2 separate regions of the Capsicum annuum genome follow, and region 1 is linked to region 2. A link is a contact called in public Hi-C data. All regions are on one chromosome and are shown on one strand. Each heading gives the region's core, a stretch centred on a gene start, on an enhancer-like site or on the middle of the called end of the contact. The rest is flanking DNA. Distances are from core to core; before and after follow the strand shown.

Region 1 (6,320 bases), core at 906-3,405, 100 kb before region 2:
TGCCACAATAAGCAGATGAAAGAAAAATGTAAGATGATTCCAAACTTGAGGGTATATTCTAGCTGAACATAACATCATGCTTCCCTCCACGCAACCCCTCGTTTGAAAAGATAAAACTTCAATAAAACTGAAGGCCTCAGATTCGGAAACAGTAAATAAATGCTCACCTTGAGTCAAACTGAGGTATAGATGATATGTCTGTGTTGTCTGGTTTCGCTTTATAAAGCACTGAAGGAGCGTGTCTCGTGGACCAGGCTGCAACAATTCGGAATACTACTAAGAATACATGAAACAAGGATAAAAGTAATAATGAACTTCATACCTTATATGTAAATTCTTATGAGGGACTTTACAATTTTTTACTTCTTTCTTATTTTTCGCTCATGGGAGGAATGACTCACCATCCTTGATCCAAAATTACCCAGCAATTAGACAGTATAATTCATATTTGAAGAAGAATAAAACTTGGAAGAGTTGTGTAAACAGAAAAAAGTACGCCCTCTGTCCCAGTTTATGTGGCACGGTTCAGATTTTGAGAGTCGGGAAGTTTAATTTTAACCGTGAAATTGTCAATTTTTTTGAAAGAAAATACCTATATTTGTAAACTAAGTAAAAAATACCATAAGTCACAGTAATTGACAATTCAAATATTTACTAAAAGATATATGAAAAATACAGTCAAAGATAAGACTAGTTTGAATCTCGAAATAAAAGGTGGCACATAAATTGGTGTGGAGGGTGAACATAATCAGCAAGAAGATAGAATAGATGCCACCAAAAATATGGAAAATGAACCAAAGAGTGGCCTAGTGCCAAACGTGTATCATTTCAATGGCTTCCTCAAGCTCAGCTTAAGCCTAATCTAATCTTGAACTAATTCAAGCTGTATAACACATAACAAATCTAAGTCTTGAAGAAATGAAATTGTATTAGTCTAGACTATAAGTCATAAAACAAAACCATCTAAAAAAACAAGGCAATTCCAACAAAGAAAAAATAGAACTAACACACCGTTAATCAAGTGGAAGATGGAAATTTATTTACCTGTTTGACAGAAATAGGGAAAGTTAACTTGCCAGAGACTTCAGGAGTCTTGACCAACTCCTTCATAATGTCCCTCCAGCTCCTACAGACTCCAGCACAAGCTACAACATTTTTCCTCAAAGGCCATTTAGATTCAGTGTCCTCAATCCTCATAAGAACCTCTCTCAATAATTCTAAAGGCAAATTAGTCCAACAACTTTCCACAAACACTTGATCAATTCCTTCTGTTTCTTCTGCCACAGCAACCACTGAACTCTGGCGACACCTTGACTTTGACCCATATCCCCACTTCATCCCACAAAACCAGAAAATGCTAAAAACACAAAAATGATTTCTCAAACAATCCTTACAAATTCAACCAAAAACCTCAAAATTCACAATCCAAAATGCACCATAAAAACAGATCTGAAATCCAAGATTAACCAAACACCAAAAAGATTGAATGTTTAACATTCATTCATGTTTATACTCAAAAAAAAAAAGGCAAAAACAACAAGAAACTTAGATGGGGTCTGAATTAAACTGGAAATTTGAGTACTTGATTATTCAGAAGAGATAAATATAGCTGAATCTTTAACATCTATTCATGATGAGACTCAAAAATAATCAAGGCAAAACAAGAAGAAGGCATGCGTATGAATTGAATTAAACAGAGAAATCTGAGTTGTTGATTATTCAGAAGAGATAAAAATAGGTGAATCTTGAAGTGATAGAGAAGCATAAATAAATAAAAACGAAAGTGAAGATAAAGATTCTTATGGAGGTGAAAGTGGAAAAATATGCGTTAAAGATTAGGATTTTTCAAGAAGAGGAGGAAGTCGATGGGGTAAAAGGAATATGGAAACTGTGATTCATGTATTTTTCCTGAAAAGGGGTTAAGGATAAATAGTGGTAAGAAATGGGGGAGCTGTCTCGAGAGAGAGAGTGCTACTAGCTAGTCCTGGTAGTCTGGTACCGGACTAGTAGTGGATAGATAAGTGAATCATTGAGTGAAAGGTCCCACTCCCATATTTCCTCTTTTTCTAGAGCATATGTAGTTTTGGGATATCTCCGATCATCCCCTATTTTCTCGTCTAAACTCTGCTGGAGTGAATTTCCTAAATAACCAACCACTCGAGTTTTGAAAATTTTTTAAAATATTATTTATATTTTGATTATAATATTATTAAATTATTATTTTTTTCTTAAAAAATTATTAAATATTTTTAAAGAATTTTTCTTTCTTAATTGACATGTCATGTTATTAAAATCATATTTTTTAAATAATAAATTATTTAATTCATTAAACTCATTTAATTAAAATTATAGTTTTTTATTTTTTAAAAAATATATTAGTTTAATTTTCATTCTTAGAAATTCTTTACTATGATTAATCTTTATCATATTATTTTACATGCAAATTAAAAAAATTAGATAACTTATCCAATTTAGTGATATTATTTTCATCAAAAAATAATTGATCTTTGTAGACAATTATATATAAAAATCTGAATGATTATTTAGGAAAATAATTCTAGAAAGAAAAAGTATAAATACCTAAGTATGAGAATTTATTTTTATAAATTAATGTAGTATTTAAAAAAAAAAAGATTATAATTTACGTTAAATGAGTTTGATGAGTTAATATGTTTATTTAAAAAAAATGATAGTTATTGATATGTCATGCTAATTACAAGAGAAAGAGACTTTTGAGGTATTTAATGATTTTTTGAGAAAAATATTAATAATTGGGTGATATTATTATCTTAACAAAAACAAAAGTGATTTTTGTAAGCAACTTCAAAAACATGGATAACAATCTCAAAAAATAACTTTAGAAAAAATGAAAGTATAAGTAATGGTAAAAGATTTCTAAGCATGAAAATTCCTTCTTAATAAATTAATGTATTTTTTAAAAAAGAAAAGAATAAGAATATAATTTTGACTAAATAATTTGATGAGTTAAATAGGTCTATTATTTTTAAAAAAAATTAATGACATGACATGTCAATTAGAAGAGAGAGAGACTTATGAGATACTTAATTTTTTTTTTAGAATAATAATGGTAGTTGAATCATATTATTATATCTAAAAAAAATAAAAGTAATTTTATAGGCAATTCAAAAAATATGAGTGATCATTCAAAAAAATAACCATTGAAAAAATATTTTTTAAGTTTAATACTGATAAAAATTTTCTAAGTATAATTTTTTTTATAAACTGATGCATTTTTTTAGAAAAGGAGAATATAATTATATTTTGATTATGAGTTTAATGAGTTAAATAGTTTAGTATTTCTAAAAAATGAGGTTTTGATGACATGACATGCCAACTAAGAGAGAAGAAGACTTTTGAAGTATTTTGTATTTTTTTAGAAATAGAGTGATAGTTGAGTAATATTGTAATCGTAAATGAAATATAAGTGATATTTGAAGAAAATTTCATAAATTTGGATGACTATTTAGATAGAGAATGCAACTCCAGCCATCTTCTATATTTCCCTCTAAAGTCTATATATGCAAAGAAAATAAATAATCACTCTCCAAATATAGAGAAGATTCCTTTTAAAAGTGTAAAATAGAGTTGTTGGTTAGAGTTGGTGTTCTCCAAATATGGAGAATCTATATATTTAGAGTGTAAAATAGAGTGTAAAATGTAGTGTGGTTGAAGATGGTCTTAGTAATCATTTGGTCATGAAAATAATAATTTTTTGAAGTTGAAATTGGTGTTGTGTTTGATCATGAGTATAGATTAAAGTTGTTTTAAAAAATTTGCGAGAGAAATCTGAATGAAAATAAGTTTTACTTGTTTTTATTTTTTTAAATATAATTTTCACTAAGTGAAATAATTCGTAAGATCAAACACTATTATTTTCACTTTTTTTACTAAAGTAAAATAATTTTTCAAAAAGAAAAAAAGTGAAAAATTGTCATCGCTAAATGCCTACTTAAAGTAAGTACCATATTTGTTACTCCTAGGTTGTATTTTAGTTATCGCGATTATCAAAAATCGGATTAGTTGATTTAAATTATTATTATTTTATAAAATTAAAATATAATTAATTATCAATTGCTATTTTTGTTCTTATCTATCTTAATAAAAATAGATAGAGATTAACCTGATGAAAAAGAGGACAACTGTTATTAAGATCAAACAATTTTGATAATTTAATTAAATTACTCTTTAAGAAAATTAATTAATGACACTGATTTAGAAAGCAATTCATTCATATTACATTTTTGCTTCTTTCCAAAAAAAAAATAAAAAAAATTAGATATGGTCAATTAAACCCGTAACAGAAAAAGATAATTTGGGAAAAAATAAATAATATGTTTTGCACTTTGAAAAAGTTCTTCATTTTAAACCATAAAAAAAAGTGTCAAGATTTCATCTATGTCTGAATGGAGATAGAATCAAATTAATGAAGGACTCGTTTTGGACAGTTAGATTTCTTGGTTATGTTAATTTATTTATTTTTTCAAAAATAAATGGTTACACATTATGGTCAAAAAAAAGTATTTGGTGTGGGGGTGATTAGATAGGATATAATATCTTCAACTTATCATGAATGCCAGAGAAGCATGGCCCGTGTCAGCACGGGCCTAACATTAAGATATTTTGATTATGTACGATAAATTAGATTGATATCAATTCCAATTATAAATTATAAAATATAAATAAATAAAACATATTAACTACTTGATAGTATTTTTCAATGAGCCAAATTATCTCACAAGATAATTATGTATAACTTACTCATGTAAATAATAAAATTTGATGCATTTTGAAGTTTAGATCTTTAATCTTATGACTGAGATTTGCTACATTAAGTATACAACAACAATAACACACCCAGTGTTTTCTTACAAAGTGAAGTCTAGGAATGATAAAATGTAGTAATTGCATATTACATCACATGTGGGTTGCAATTAATAACTCAAAATTGAATTGTATCCCCTACTAAGCCGACATAATACTCTTTGTTTTTATTTCTCTTTTTCTTTTATTTGTCAATTTGTTCTTTAAAGTTAAATTAAATTAATATCTTAAATTTAAATTTTAAATGTTTTAAAATTTATATAAAAAAAAAAAAACCTACAAGTTATCATCTTTCATATTAATTTAAGTTATTTGACATTGAAAACATGATAAAATATACTTTTGTAAATGTTTTATCGAACTTTGTTTTTGTATATGTTCCTTTCATTGAAACGTAGGAGTCGTTTGTATGCTAACATTATTTCATGTACACTATTTGATGTGATGTATTAGAACTTGTCCATTCAATTTTGATATATTTAAATAATAGTTTAAAAAAAAATTGCATATACATTCTAAGATTCATCCAGGATCTAGCACGGATTCAATAAATATTATTTTTTGTCTCAATTTATGTGATACAAATAGAATTTAGATAATCAATAATACTTTTAATACGTATTTAGATAATTTAAACTGTTAATTATTGTAATTTATCATATTTTTTATGTAATTTTCAAATAATATACATTACTTTTCTTGTCCAAACTTTTGTGGCATTAATAGTCAATTATATTTTTAAAATAATTTTATTTTTTTAATTATTGTGATTTATAATACTTTTCTTCTATTCCAGTTTAGGTGACACTAATATACTTTCGAGAGTCAACTAAATATTTTATATTTTATAAAAAATTTAAGTTGTTAATTATTGTGATTTATAATATTTTTACATATTTTTGTTTTTGAAATATATAATAGATTAAATTATTTTTAGATATCTTAAGTTGTCAACTATTTTAATTTATAATACTTTTTATGTAATTTTTGAGTAATATATGTCACTCTCCTTGTCCGGAGTTTTGTGTTGTCGATAGCCAATTATGTTTTTTAAATAATTTAAATTTTTAATTATTGTGATTTATAATATTTATTCTATTTCAATTAAGTGGTACAATGCTTAGATGATCATAATAATTAAGAGACATAGCAAAATTACTATAAAAAATGCTCGTGAAAAAAATTAAGTGGACCTCACATAAGATGTCAAGTTAATTTTAAATATCAAGAGTTAATTTATCATTTTTATATCTATCTTACCTTTTTTATTAAATAATATAAATTTTTTAATACTTAAATGACTTACAATAATTAATTAGGGTTGATATTTAGTAAAACCATGGTTGAAGTAGCTGAAGTACATATATCATAAATGTCTATTTTACTATTTTAATTAAATATTATTAATTTTTTAATACCTAAATAACTTATAATAATTAATCAGGGACGATATAGTAAAATCACGTTTGAAGCAGTTA
Region 2 (5,551 bases), core at 74-2,573:
GTATTTATACATGATAGTAGACTGATTGAGTTAAAGTCCTAGGTTTTATACACTTGTCGTACTATACAAGTTGTAGACTTACACAAGGACTCTCTCTCACTGTAAAACTCCTACTCGATCTTATCTAGAGTTAACAATACACTGATTGCACTTTTGATCATTATCTACTACATTGTGATCATTATCTTCAACAATCAACTTTTAATTCATTTCTTTTCACATTGGTTATGAATGAACTGACGCGTCATATTAAAGTTGAGGTACCATGGTGTATGCTATTCGTCAATGACATTATTATGATTGACGAGACTAGGAGTGAAGTTAACATTAGGCTAAATGTTTGGAGACAAACACTAGGATCCAAAGGATTCGAATTGAATAGAAACAAAATTGAATACTTGAAGTGTAAGCTCAATGATGTTGCACTTGAGATCGGTGTGAAAGTGAGATTTGATTTCCAGATCATTTCCAAGAGAGGATGTTTCAATCATGGGATGTTTGATTCAAGATAATGAAGAGATCAACGATAAAATCACGCACCATTTTAGTGTGTAGGATTGGCAAAATAGTGGTTTATCTCTAGGGTCTTGACTCTTGTGTAATAAAACATCCTTTGCAATTACACTAGAAGTATCAATTATGTAAAAAAAAAAAAAAAAGCTTCAATAATTTCTATATATTTAAAAAGAAATACTTTTGTCGTACAATATAATATTTTTGATTCAAGGGATTCGTTAACTGCCAAAGCATTTGGTTACTCTGGCATTAAGCAAGCATTGTCTCATAACTTTAATTGCTAGGTTCAACTTATATCTGAATAATGTATCGTTAGATTTTTGTTGTGAATTAGTTGTTGAGAATAAAGGAAGAGCGTCATTCGATCAAAACAAGAAAGCTTCATTTGTTAGGCGAAATAATCATTTGGGTCGAAATAAATATTTTCAGTAGCAAACAAGAACATGGGTCAACTTAGAATAGAAGGTTACTTTATTCTAACTTAGAAGAGAAGTTTATTCTTTTATATATTTAGTATTTTTAGTTTCATTCTTTAGCTTAGAAGGGAAGGTTCTTTCTTAAGTTTATCTTGTATAAATAAAGGTCATTGACAAAGAATATACACAGAAAAATTTTTCCCAAACTTTGTTCCAACTTTTTCTTGACATGGTATCAGAGTCAGGTCCATCCTCGTTTCGAGCTCCCGATCCACGCGCCAGTGCCAGTTGGGCCTAGGCGTGGGGGGTGTTAGAGTGATTTGGGTAATCCTCAGCTCTTGAACTAGTTTTTGAGGTTGAGTTAGGCTCAAGGTCCATTCTCGACATTCGTTTGCTAGGGTGCTAAACAAAACGGGACCTAGTAATGTAGACATGATTATCACACCTCAAAAATTAATCTTTTTTTGGCTTTACACCCGGTATCGGCCGGAAGGGATGAATGAAATGTTGCAACATTGAATTCATCTTCAACTAATGTTCAGTACTGAATTTGAAGTCTGACTAATTCAAATTAGCATGAAAACTGTCCCACTTCAAAGTAAAACACTTTTAATTTACAAAGATGATTTAGTTCGCAATGTTCGAACACTAAATTTAAGTAATACCAAGAAAAAACTATGCAACCTTGATTGCCATTCTGAGGTCGCCTCACTCCATGAACTTAAAAGAAATTATATTTAACCTTCTCCCATGTAGTTCCATTAAATCGTAGCCTAAGTTCATTATAATATACATTAGAATAGCAGTGTGAAGCCTAAATTGCTTGAATTTAGAGAGCATATGCAAACAAAACAGAACCATTAAATGTCGATTACCATTGTCTTATTATGATATTCCAAGGTTTAAACAAGATTTAAAATGTGAGGTAAGTGCACTTCAACTGAATAAAGGGAGGAATTTTTTGTAATAAAAAAAGTGATGAAACTTTCCACCTGGATCTACAATCTTCATAAAAGTAAACAAGGATCGTGTGAAGTGTAAAGAAAAAGATAGAGATTCTCCAAAAGGGAATTTTCACTTTTCAAGTGGGTTATGATATCATAACTAGGTCATTTGCATAAGATTCTGCACTCTCTTGCTTTCATTTTCATGTGAAATAGCAGTATTTATCTTTTTTCCTCTCTTTTTGGCCAAACCCATCAAACTAATACTCTAGTGTGTCAAGACGTGTCTCGGAAATTTCCTCTTACCAAACTTCCATTTGGACAATCCACTAAAATAAGATCTCCAAAATCTTTTTCATTTTAATTGTATTTTATCCCCTTTTGTGCCCTTATAAATAGATTTAACTTTATTTAATATATTTTAATTTGATAAATTGACTAATTTGTAGAAGCATATGCACTAGAGAAGCTTTGTTTAGATGTTTATTTTCAAGGGCATCAATGGATATTCTAACTATTGATATTCCACAAGGGGGTGTTACAACCCAAGACGGTCCCTAGTCATAAAATAGTGTTTAGAGTCACAAGTTATCCCAAGCTAATCCAAGGACAATCATTAAGCTAAGAATTCCAAAAATAATTCATAGAAACAGTTACGCAAAAGATGAAATGAATAATAAATTAAATGTTCAAAAGAAAACCAATCAACAATAGTAGAATATGAGATCACAAGCTGAATTTCTAACAATAAGTCTGAAAGTCTCTACAAAGATGAGCTGCTAGAATAGGCCTACAATTGGTATCAGAACCTTGTTATTTAAAAAATACGGAAGTCGTATATATATGGATTACTTGATTAATTTATTAATTATAAATTTACTTGATTAATTTATTAATTATGATTCATTTGATAAAACTAGATTTAGATATTTCTCAAAATATTATTTAAATGAATAACGTACAAAAATATAAAGAATTAAAGCAAATAATATCTGAAAAGCGTAAAGAATTAAAAATAAGGATAGAAAGACTACAATATAACATAATTGTCTGAGTTAGTAAAAACTCAATAAATGCACAAAAAGAAGAAATATCAAATTTAGAATCAACAATAGATAGTGTAGAATATACATACCAACATGATCTATTAACAATTAAATAAAAAATGAACAAAGAAGAATTTATAATAGACGAAAAAACATATGAAAACCACGAAGGATTAAAAATAAAAATAGTATTTTCTAATTTAGGTAGAAGGTATAAGAAAATAGGTGAACATTTATATTTAATGTTAGAAAAAAAGAATTAAAATTAGAAGATAAATTGACAGCTATGGTGAGAATAGAAAAAGAAAATGAAGAAATAGATAGAAAAAAGGAAATAGAAAAAATAAAATAACAAACTACAGAAGAAATACAAAAAATAGAAGAAACTAAAAATAGTAGGATTGCTGAATTAGAAAAAGAACTACAAATGCTAAAAGATCTGTACGAAAAAAGACAGAAAGAAAAAGAATAAAAAGATAAAGAACAAAAATTATTAAATGAGATAAATCAATTTAAAGAAAAATTAGAAATGAAAAATAAAGAAATAGAAACAAAGGAATTAGAAATTAATACAATAGATGTTGAAGAAACAGATAATTATGATTCTAAAGATAGTGAAACATATACAGAAAGCTTAACAAATACAAAAAATTTAGGAATCAATGGAAAATAAGAAATAATTAATGAAGAAAATTTAGAAAATATAAACACAAAAATAAACACTCTTGATAAAAAAGAAGATGAAAATATAATACCTAGAACATCAGAAATAAGAAAACCTACATTATCATAAGAATAAGTTTAAAAGATATAATCTAAAGAATGAATATGACAAATGGACACCAAAACAAATAGTTAATAAAAATTATAACTTTTTAGACTTAGATTGTGTAATAGATATAGAAAAAACAATACAATTATGGATAGGATAAATGACAAAATAATTATTAGATAATAATATAAACGTAATAGATGCACCAGAATATATAGAAAGAACACTAATAGGAACAGTGAAATTATGGTTTTTAAATCTAACTGAAAATAGTAAAAGAGTATTAAGAACTAACAAACCCACAGAAGGAACATCATCAACAACTACAACTAAAATAACACTTATAGAATTATTAAAAAAATATAAAACAGCTATAAAAGATGAATTTAGTAGCATGACAACAACAGGAGAAGAACAAAATGAAGAGAAAGATACAAATAGGAATTTAATGTTAAAATTAGCAATATGTAATATGTGCTACATAGATGAATATACTTGCGCATTTAAAGAATATTATTATAAAGGAGCATATAATACAGAAGAAAGTAAAGAAATAAGAAAATTATATTTTAGTAAATTACCTGAATCATTTAGTTCAAAAATAATAAAAAGTTGGGATGAAACAAAAATAGTAGATACTCTAAGAGCAAAAATAAAATTCTTACAACAATGGTATAGAAACCTATGTGAAAAATATAGAGAAGAAATAAAAATGGAAAAAACATTAATAAGAAATTTAGCATGTTGCAAAGATAAAATAGCACCTCAATTTAGATGCGAAGAAAGATATTATAAGAAAAGAAAAAGACATAAGAAATATAAGAAATACAAAAAATCAAAATATAAGTATAAGAAACCAAGAAAAAGATATTATGTAAAAAATTATAAACATAAAAGACCATATAGGAAAAAGAAATCTATAAAGGAATGTACTTGTTATAATTGCGGAAAATTAGGACATCTAGCTAGAGATTGTAAATTACCTAAAAACCCAAAAAATAAACAAATATCATAAATAAAAATAGAAAATACAGAATATATGCAGATAGATTATATAGATTACGAATTAGAAAGTGAAGACAATATATATGAAATTTCAGAGAATGAAACAGATAATGAAATAGATAGTGAACTAGACGAATTAAATGACTGAAGAAGATATACAAATAAACCAAATGATTGAAGAAGATATAAAAATAATGACAAAAGAAGAATATTTAAATGACGAAGGAACAGATCAAAAAATAATATTTGATAACAATGTATTTGATGAAATAAAAGGAAAATAGTTAGACTTAAGTGTAGAAAAAATATTTAAAATACCAACAATAAAAAAGATATTTACTAGGAAAAAGGAAGAATATTATGTAGTAAGCCAAAAAGAACATGTAATAGACTGCAGATATGCAAAAGGTAAAGCTAGTATATCACTAGTAACAAAAAGGATAAGAAATAAAGAAATAAACGATATAAAAAGTAGAGACCCAATAAAATATGTACACCTTGGAGGTACAGAGATATTGATAAAAGCATGTTTTAGAGAAGGAATAGATACACCAATAGAACTATATTTAGCAGATGATAGGATTATAAGACCTATAGAAAAAAGTATAATAACTGCCATAAAAGGAAATTTAATATACCAAAAATTTAAATTTATAATAAGTGCAAATTATTCAGTCGCAATAACAGATAAAAATATAGATAAATCATTAGTATTATATTGGAAAATATCAGGAATAGAACTAACCCCAGGAAATAAAATATTTACAGCACGATGTAAAAATCTATATGTATTAACTACAAAACACAAAATAACAGGAAAAAATAAAATTAATAAAATACAAATAGAAAGTC

Evidence for each region. Hi-C and Micro-C count contacts between places; a contact is called where the count stands out from the background.
Region 1: a contact with region 2 is called in a Hi-C map of leaf, with 2.5 times the contacts expected there. The contact joins the promoter of LOC107842412 here to the enhancer-like site in region 2.

What each region holds. Positions count from the first base shown.
Region 1 is chr1:182,944,711-182,951,030 of UCD10Xv1.1, reverse strand. It overlaps LOC107842412 (tubby-like F-box protein 3), which reads right to left and starts at 2,155. Exons shown (of 6, transcript XM_016686254.2): 1 at 1,045-2,155; 2 at 168-255. The coding sequence starts at 1,338.
Region 2 is chr1:182,844,778-182,850,328 of UCD10Xv1.1, reverse strand. No RefSeq gene overlaps it. Among protein-coding and RNA genes, the nearest start is that of LOC107842421, 42 kb to the right of the region's middle. Within about 2 kb of position 1,323, at least 2 of the 5 cell types and tissues checked have an H3K27ac peak or open chromatin away from gene starts, as enhancers often do. A contact at or near this core is called in leaf, where this site is marked.